Linked DNA regions of Mus musculus: region 1 is linked to region 2. Evidence: chromatin contacts called from public HiChIP or PLAC-seq data. All regions are on one chromosome and are shown on one strand. The core of a region is the stretch at or near the end of the contact, and the rest is flanking DNA. Distances in the headings are between cores, read along the strand shown.

What was found. HiChIP or PLAC-seq counts read pairs in DNA pulled down with a chosen protein or histone mark.
Region 1: a contact with region 2 is called in a FOXA1 HiChIP or PLAC-seq map of pancreatic cancer cells. The contact joins two enhancer-like sites. A contact is called at or near these places in 2 of 484 Hi-C or Micro-C datasets (both in liver), 1 of 115 datasets of contacts at active chromatin or transcription factors (pancreatic cancer cells) and 1 of 9 other capture datasets (embryonic stem cells).

Annotation. Positions count from the first base shown.
Region 1 is chr6:22,484,647-22,488,496 of GRCm38.p6, forward strand. No RefSeq gene overlaps it. Among named protein-coding and RNA genes, the nearest start is that of Gm38773, 94 kb to the left of the region's middle. Within about 2 kb of position 1,630, at least 12 of the 459 cell types and tissues checked have an H3K27ac peak or open chromatin away from gene starts, as enhancers often do. A contact at or near this core is called in pancreatic cancer cells, where this site is marked.
Region 2 is chr6:22,214,680-22,218,351 of GRCm38.p6, forward strand. It overlaps Cped1 (cadherin-like and PC-esterase domain containing 1), which reads left to right. Exons shown (of 22, transcript NM_001081351.1): 16 at 833-950. Among named protein-coding and RNA genes, the nearest start is that of Wnt16, 72 kb to the right of the region's middle. Within about 2 kb of position 2,077, at least 44 of the 459 cell types and tissues checked have an H3K27ac peak or open chromatin away from gene starts, as enhancers often do. A contact at or near this core is called in pancreatic cancer cells, where this site is marked.

The sequences.
Region 1 (3,850 bases), core at 380-2,879, 270 kb after region 2:
ACACCAGATACACTAAATCAGAAACTTTTAGCATAGCTTAACAATCTGTCTTAACAGATAATTCCTATATATGCTAAACTTAGAGGTCCACTGGCATAAAATCTAAATTTAACCACTACTTACAAACTAGAAACAGAAATAAAACCATTTTTGCCTAACAGAAGCAATTTTCCCTCCTAAATTCATATGTCTCCTTACAACTTTAAGAGAAGTAACCTATCTGTGTTTTATAGCTCAGACAGACAGACACATAAGAAAGGGAGGGGGTGGGGAAAATTGTGACTTTTAAAAGAAGAGAATGGATTTAATTCCAACTTATTTCCTAGCTCTACTATGTCTTAAAATTTAAACATACCCCATTCTTAAATTATCTTCATAGAAACTAAACTTTTTTTTTCTTATATTTTACAACAGTCTGGTAACTGACAAATAACTGGTTTCTAAAGAAGACAATATCCAATAGTTGGTACCAGAAAAGAGAGTAAGGGTTGAAGAGATGTGCTGTTGTAGAATATTTCTGATTGCTTTGGTATAGAATATTAAGCAAATATCAACAGTTGTCCGGGCAGAAACACACTCTACAAAGGCTCTGCGTATCCAGGGGCTGTAAGGAATGCCATCAATTAGACCAATATACAGTATAGACATCAGCATGCTCTCTCATCCCTCCAGTGAGGAGCTTGAGGAGCCCACTGGCTGTCTTCTTTATTTCCTACCAGGGAAATTTCAGTTTCTCACTTTTGTTAGGGACACCCAAAGACAGCATTCAGGGTCAATGCCTTTACAGGACACTGGATATTTTACTGGTATCCTTCAGGGCCCTATGTAACCAGACTCCTTGCTGAGCTGATTTCAGTCAGACACAGTCCCTTGTTAATCACTTGCAACTTCCAAAAACCTTTAACAAACAGATGCCAAACCTTGTTTGGAAGCCTCGCATGCACAGAGAGGCGCGCCAGAGGGGCTATCGAAGTTGGGATGTATGCAAAACTATCCACTCATCTGTTTTGCTTTTTCAGTACCCCTTGGTTCAAAACCCTAATGGGATAGAGCAACTATTCTTATTTCCAAATCTGTCTTTGAGAGAGCCTCTGTCTGAATTCACGGTGCATTTCCAACCGGGCACCTGAGACTTGAGATGCGGAAGTAGGGTTGGGTCTGTACTCTCTAGACAGTCCACCCAGGCTGTGGCACTTGTCTTGGGTAAGGCACACAATCCCTTCGTGTGGATGGGGCCCAGCTTTTGACTATTACAAAGAGAGCCCCTGTGCCTATTTGTGATCATGTCCTCTGGAACCTCTTCTTGTGGGACACCCATGTACTGCCTCACCCCTTATAGCAGAAGGACCTCTGCCTTAAACCACCCTGTTAAGGTCCCCACCACTGTTACTCATTGTATGCACCTGGTCAATATTCTAACTCCACTCTGTAATTTGAGATAGAGCCAAGGCCTCGGAAACAAACCGAACCTGTTATTCCATCCTTTCACAAAACCACCATTTATGTTCTTGTGGACTATGGTTGCTACTTTTGCTGGCAAATTTAGTCGCAGCACATTTAAATGAGTATAATAAAACCAGACAAAGCAGAGAATGCGCATGTTTGAGGTCAGCGATGCCAAAGCAAACATGGGCTGCGGGATCCCTTCGCTGACTCAAAGGGGCTCGGCACTCACTGGCTTTCCGCTTCATATGGCTTTTCCTTGTCTGGCTTTCTTCAAATCTTTCTTCTTCCTCACTTTCACTGGACTTCTATCCTCAGTCAAGATATCATGCTACACCCTCCTGTTCTTTGTGGGCACAAATTGCCTCTCTTTGCTTTGCGAAGCACAGTCCTTTGACATCAGGCCAAACAGAGTTCTAAGCTTTGAATACACTCTTTAGTTCCTTTCCCCGCCCCTTCTCCTGAAACCCTTCCCTGAGTTTCTCAGATTCCTCAACTCTCTCCTTTATTATGGATATATTTCTTTAGTTCGTTGGACACCTGGATTTTAAGTCTACTATTTAATATGTAGCCATCAACAAGTTGGAACAGATTACCATTTATGGTAAATATTTACTGATTATATTATATTCTTGCCAGATCCAAGTCTATCATTTTTTCAGACATAGATACTGAGATGCAAAGAAGCCTTAGATCTCATTTGGTATATCAGTGAGAGCAACCTAAAGACCAATCGTCTCTCACTCAACAATCCTGAGAAATTATTTAGATTTCCTTCTCCACATAGTCATATAAGGCCTAGACTGACATCTTTAAAACACTGCTTTTAGCATCTGCCTAATGGTTAGCACCATGATTATCCTCAAGAAAAAAGAGCTAAGTGTGAAACAATAGGATGCACTCTATGATAGATGGAGACCACTTGTTTCCCACAATGCATCTGGAAATGTGATCATCAAACAGAAGAGTTGACTGGCTGCAAAGGTAGCCAAATAAGGAACAAGATTTGGGAGAAAATTCACAGGTCTCATAGTCAAAGACAAGGTATGCCTCCATTTGTCAGTTTGGAAGGATTTTGCCTGGCAGCCCAATTTTCTGCCTGTGCTATTTTGTTAGGTCATGATGTGTCCTTCAGAGAGGACTAAATCAGCATCCTCCTTGAACAGCAGCAGTGAACTCAAACTTTGAGACAGACATAGGCATGATGGTATTGTGTGTGTATTATGGCTGCAGACAAGAAGACATGCCTGAAGTCCTGCCCAATCCCTGTTTTCTATATCTTCCTGGGTGTAGAACTCAGCTGTTTTACTTGTTTGCTTTATGACCATCTGTCCTCTGTGTTCCAACTTCGCTCTCTCCTCTCTCTTCCTCTTTCTCTCTCTCACTCTTGTGTATATCATATATTCATTTGATGAATAAGAAAGAGAGGGGGGGGGGAGGAGATTGGAGAGAAGAGGAGAAGAAAGGAGAAGAGCAGTGATCTTTGCTATAGACTGGTTTGCTCTGGCCCCTTTCTTCTCTGTAAGCTTCTCCTAGCTCTCTCTCTGGCTATGTAACTCTTATCACAGCCATGCACACATTAGCTGGTAATCCACTGCTTTCCTGTTCAGGGAAAATTGCTCTGTGGGAGATTTTGAGGAACAGATATTCTGTGGATTGCCTTTATCTCGTGCTTGGATGGATATTTCCTTCATCTCCTTCTTTCTCTTGCTTAGCCTGGGCCCTCATTTCAGTGGAGAACGTCTTTCGGCATATCTCTGAGAAAGGGATGATGGGTGGAAAAGGTTTTGAAATCTCTGCTTGTGATAAAGTGTGTTGCAGGATATTTGATCACATCGTGAACCCCAAGACTGCCACCTGGAAAAACCTTGCGGTGTGGTTCAGCCCTAGTAGGCACCTTTAATCCAAAAAGCTTTCTGTAAACAGGGTTAAATCAAGTCAACCATAGGTCAAGAGGCAGAGCAAGCAACCAGTTGAGAGGAGGAGAATCTAAGGAAGGAGAAAGAAGGGACCCTGAGTTGGAAGATATCTCAGGAGGAGGAGCTTTTGCTAGGGTCAGTGGGGTAGCAAGGTCAGCTGGGTGCTTTGTCTGCCTCGCAGAGCTAGCAGGCTTTCACCCCAGCATGTGGCTCCCGAGTCTTCATTGGTAAAGTTGAACGGCTAGGATTTTTGCTTTTTAAAAACAGCAGAAGGGTCTCATTGTGTTGACAGTTAATTGTTCACATTGCTAGGTGCTCAGCTGTAAGGCAGACTCCTTTGAGGCATTTTGACTGTTTCAGAAGGCACTCCACTTGGCTCTTAATATGGATCCTGGGAAATCAAACTCTGGTTCTTATGTTTGGCCAGCAAGCACTTCTCCCACTTAGCTGTTTTCCCAGCCTGGAAGCCTTGGCCTTTTACTTGAGCA
Region 2 (3,672 bases), core at 827-3,326:
TCCAAACTCCACACCTGAGATTAATGTACAGTTCTTGGACAAGAGCTACCCTGAGAGCGCCTTTATCTGTAAGAAATGCTTGGAAATGGGTTTGTTTTAAACCTGGTGCACATAGCTACCTACAACCACAAAACAAGGGGAAAGGAAGGAGGAAGGAAATAAGAGTGGCTACTGTGAAGGCGCCAGAGGCAGTCAGGCTGCCACGGAACTCGAGCTCACGTGATGCATCTCCCCCCCACCCCACCCCCCTTCACCATTTTGTAATGAGAAAACTAGACTGACGGTGTGACTTGATATCCCAGCCAGTTCATGAGAGGGCTAGATCTAACATTCAGTGAGCTCTTTCCAATGTGTCTCTCTGTTCTCTTATTCTGTAAAATATACCCACAGTGTACCCAGTGATGGGCGGGGATAAACACCCTAAACACCCTTTCCTAACATCCACTGACTTTGTACTTCTTTAATCCTTAGATCTCTCTCTCTCTCTCTCTCTCTCTCTCTCTCTCTCTCTTTTTCTCTCTCTCTCTCTCTTTCACTGTACGTACCGGTGCGTGTGCATGTGTGTGTGTGTGTGTGTGTGTGTGTGTGTGCGCGCGCGCAAATGTGCGTCTATGAGATGCCAACCTCAGAACACAGAACAACCTCATTGAACAACCTCAGGAGCCAACCATGTTTCTGAGGCAAGGTTTCTTACTACTCTGGAACTCATCAAGTAGGCAAGGCTGGCTGGCCAGTGAACCCCAGGCCTCTGCTTTTCAAACTACTGTTTAGCTTTCTTATCATGTGATCCGCTCTTGATAATGACAGCTATTTTTTTTTCATTTTGATACAGGATTGTGACTTATTGATTCACCCAGAAGAAACCTGTGGGTTGCAGCCTATTTCTGCAGAATACATTAAAGCCATTTCACAGCCTGAAATAGAGAGTTGTCCATCTGGGGACACTAAAGGTGAATACATGAGTATCCTTTCTCTAAAATAGACCCCTTGGTCTATAGGCACATGTTTAATTGGCCCCTGTTTTAAACAAGGACCTTTCTTTTTCACTCGAGTAAACATCAAGACATACTACAAGTGTAGATGCATTGTTTTGATTTGTGGAACATTTGATTAATTAAGCAAACAAACTCTTTGCTTCATTGCTAACCCATTGCCATCTAGAAACGGCAGACCAGAGGTCACTTCATCCAGGAGCCTTCCTTTATCCTCTAACTCATTTCCTAACTCTGTACTTTTCTTATATCACAATCTCTACAATCCATTTAGTACCTAATGCATTGTTTACTGTCATTCTTCCCAAGATGTTGGTTTCATGAGGACGGAAAGTTGGCCTTTTTCACTTTAGTTTTTATTACATTGTCATTTATGTGTGTGTGGGGAGGGGGTACCCATGCACACGCATGTGTGTGCCAGGGAGAGCACAGGAAGGTCAGATGACAGCCTGCACGAGTCAGTTCTATCTTTTCATCATGTGGGTCTCTGGGAGCAAGTTCAGGTTGTCAGGCTCAGAAACAAGCACCCTCACCCACTGTACCGTTCGCCAGTTCCCTTTTTCAACTCACTACATTCATACATACATACAACCATACATACATACAACCATACAACCATACATACATAATTCACACATGGTGGATAGAAAAAAAATACCCAGTTTTAAATCATTTATTTTCATTGTAGGGAAAGTATTGGAAATAACCACAAGTATCCCTCATATTTTGATCATTTCTACAAATAGGGACATGAGGATTTCAGATTGTGGCCTTAAATCTCACATGAGTCACGGACAGACCCACAATGAGTCACCACTCTCTTTGTTTTCATCCTCTCAGGCTTCCTGAAGCAGGCAGAGTGTAGTCAAGCAAAGCTGATGCTGAGAATGTATTTTTAAAAAATTTAAAAAATTGAACTAATTAAGGTTCAGAGCATGTATTCTTCGGTGGTCCTGGTTACTACTCCATCCTGACCCCCATAGCTCCCGTCCTCAGAAAGGCCCGCGAAGGCGCACACAGCTGCACTAGCCTCACCGTGAACTTCACACGGCTGCTGCAGCGGGAAATGTGTTTCCCAAATGGGCAGGGCAAATTGCAATTTGGCACGCAGCTAGCAAATGTGGGCATGTCCCAGTCTTGAACATATGTTCTAAATAATAAACTCCAGTCAGGGAGGGACTCGCCTGTTATGGAGGGTCAGGTGCCGTGATCTGTGTCTCCCTGCCGAAGGAGACACAGACTCAGCCTTCAAAGGGGATACCTGTGTCCAGTCCAGTATTGTTTAATCAGACGACAATTTATGACAATCGTAAAACAACTTAATTCTACTCTTTGTACCGCAACCAAGGCAAAGCTCTTCTACTCTTCAGTTCACGACACCGTTTCTGCTCAGGAGTCAGCAGTTTGTTCTAACCTGTGAAATTCACCATTACATCAGCCGAGCCCTGGATCGTCTCTGTCCGTTGCGTGGACTTGGTTTGGTGCATCAGTAGACCCCTTTAGAGAAGGACCCACACTGACTGCCATGCTTTATATCCTGGAACTTCAAGACTTCCCCCTCCCATCTCTTCCCTACCTCTCAACCTCCTTGCCTCTCTCTGTGCTGATAACCCTGCTTTGGGACGTGCAGCTCTGCTTCTCCAATCTGTTCCGCTGCCTCCATAGGCCCATCCTGTCCTTTCCTTCTGCCTGATGCCATACTCTTTTTCGCTAGCCGGCCTCATTCCACCACATTCTCTGGGTTCCCAGAGCAATCCAGGCATAGAATCTTCATAGCGCTACCTCCTTCTCTTTCAAGTGTATACTGACTTAGATCTGTCTGAGACCAGTGGTCCCCCCAGAACACCGTGATAAACACCAGGAAGAGAAAAGAACAGAACAGGGCATCCCTGGGGATGAAGCCAATAATAAAGATGAAAATATATGTGCAACCGCCTTGTATCTAATCATTTTTATTTCCATGTTTTATGATGGACACAATATATAAACATAGGAGTATCTGCATATCGTATACTGTGCATGTACTAAGACGTCAAGGGTGCATGGGCTGTATGTTTTTACTGATGGCTTCCCTTGATTAGATTTCTCGAGAACATAAATTGTTTATATTAATCTTCCAGTTCCTAATAGACAAATTAAAAAAAAAAGGTTTACCAAACTAAAGGGAGATTTAAACCTTTCCCTTTCCACAGGAATCTATGACACAATCAGGAGGCTACACACACATACATGCAGACGAACGCACGCACGCACGCAGAGAGCACCAAAAGCCCGCAGACTCAAAGACGTAGAAAAAGTCCAGAAAATACTGTTCTAGAATGTACGGGGTGTTCCCAGAGATGACCCAATCCTTCATAACAGGACTTTCTACATCTTAAGGGAGAACCAATCCTGGTAGATGATGCTGGAGGGAAATCTTCTAAGAAGTTATGTACTTATTCAAACATCTTCCAGGCCGAAAAGCTATTTTAATAGTGTGCTACAATTTGACAGCCCTGGATCCATTCTTTTTACCTGCAATATACTAATGCCATACTGTCTTTTTTTAAAATTAAACTAACTTAGATCATTTTGAATCACTGTATTTCTTTTCTCTTCCTCAGTTGCTGAATAAAGTAAAAGTAATTCTTCTAATTTGGAGAAAGGAACTATACATGCAGTTATAATTAAATAAGAACTT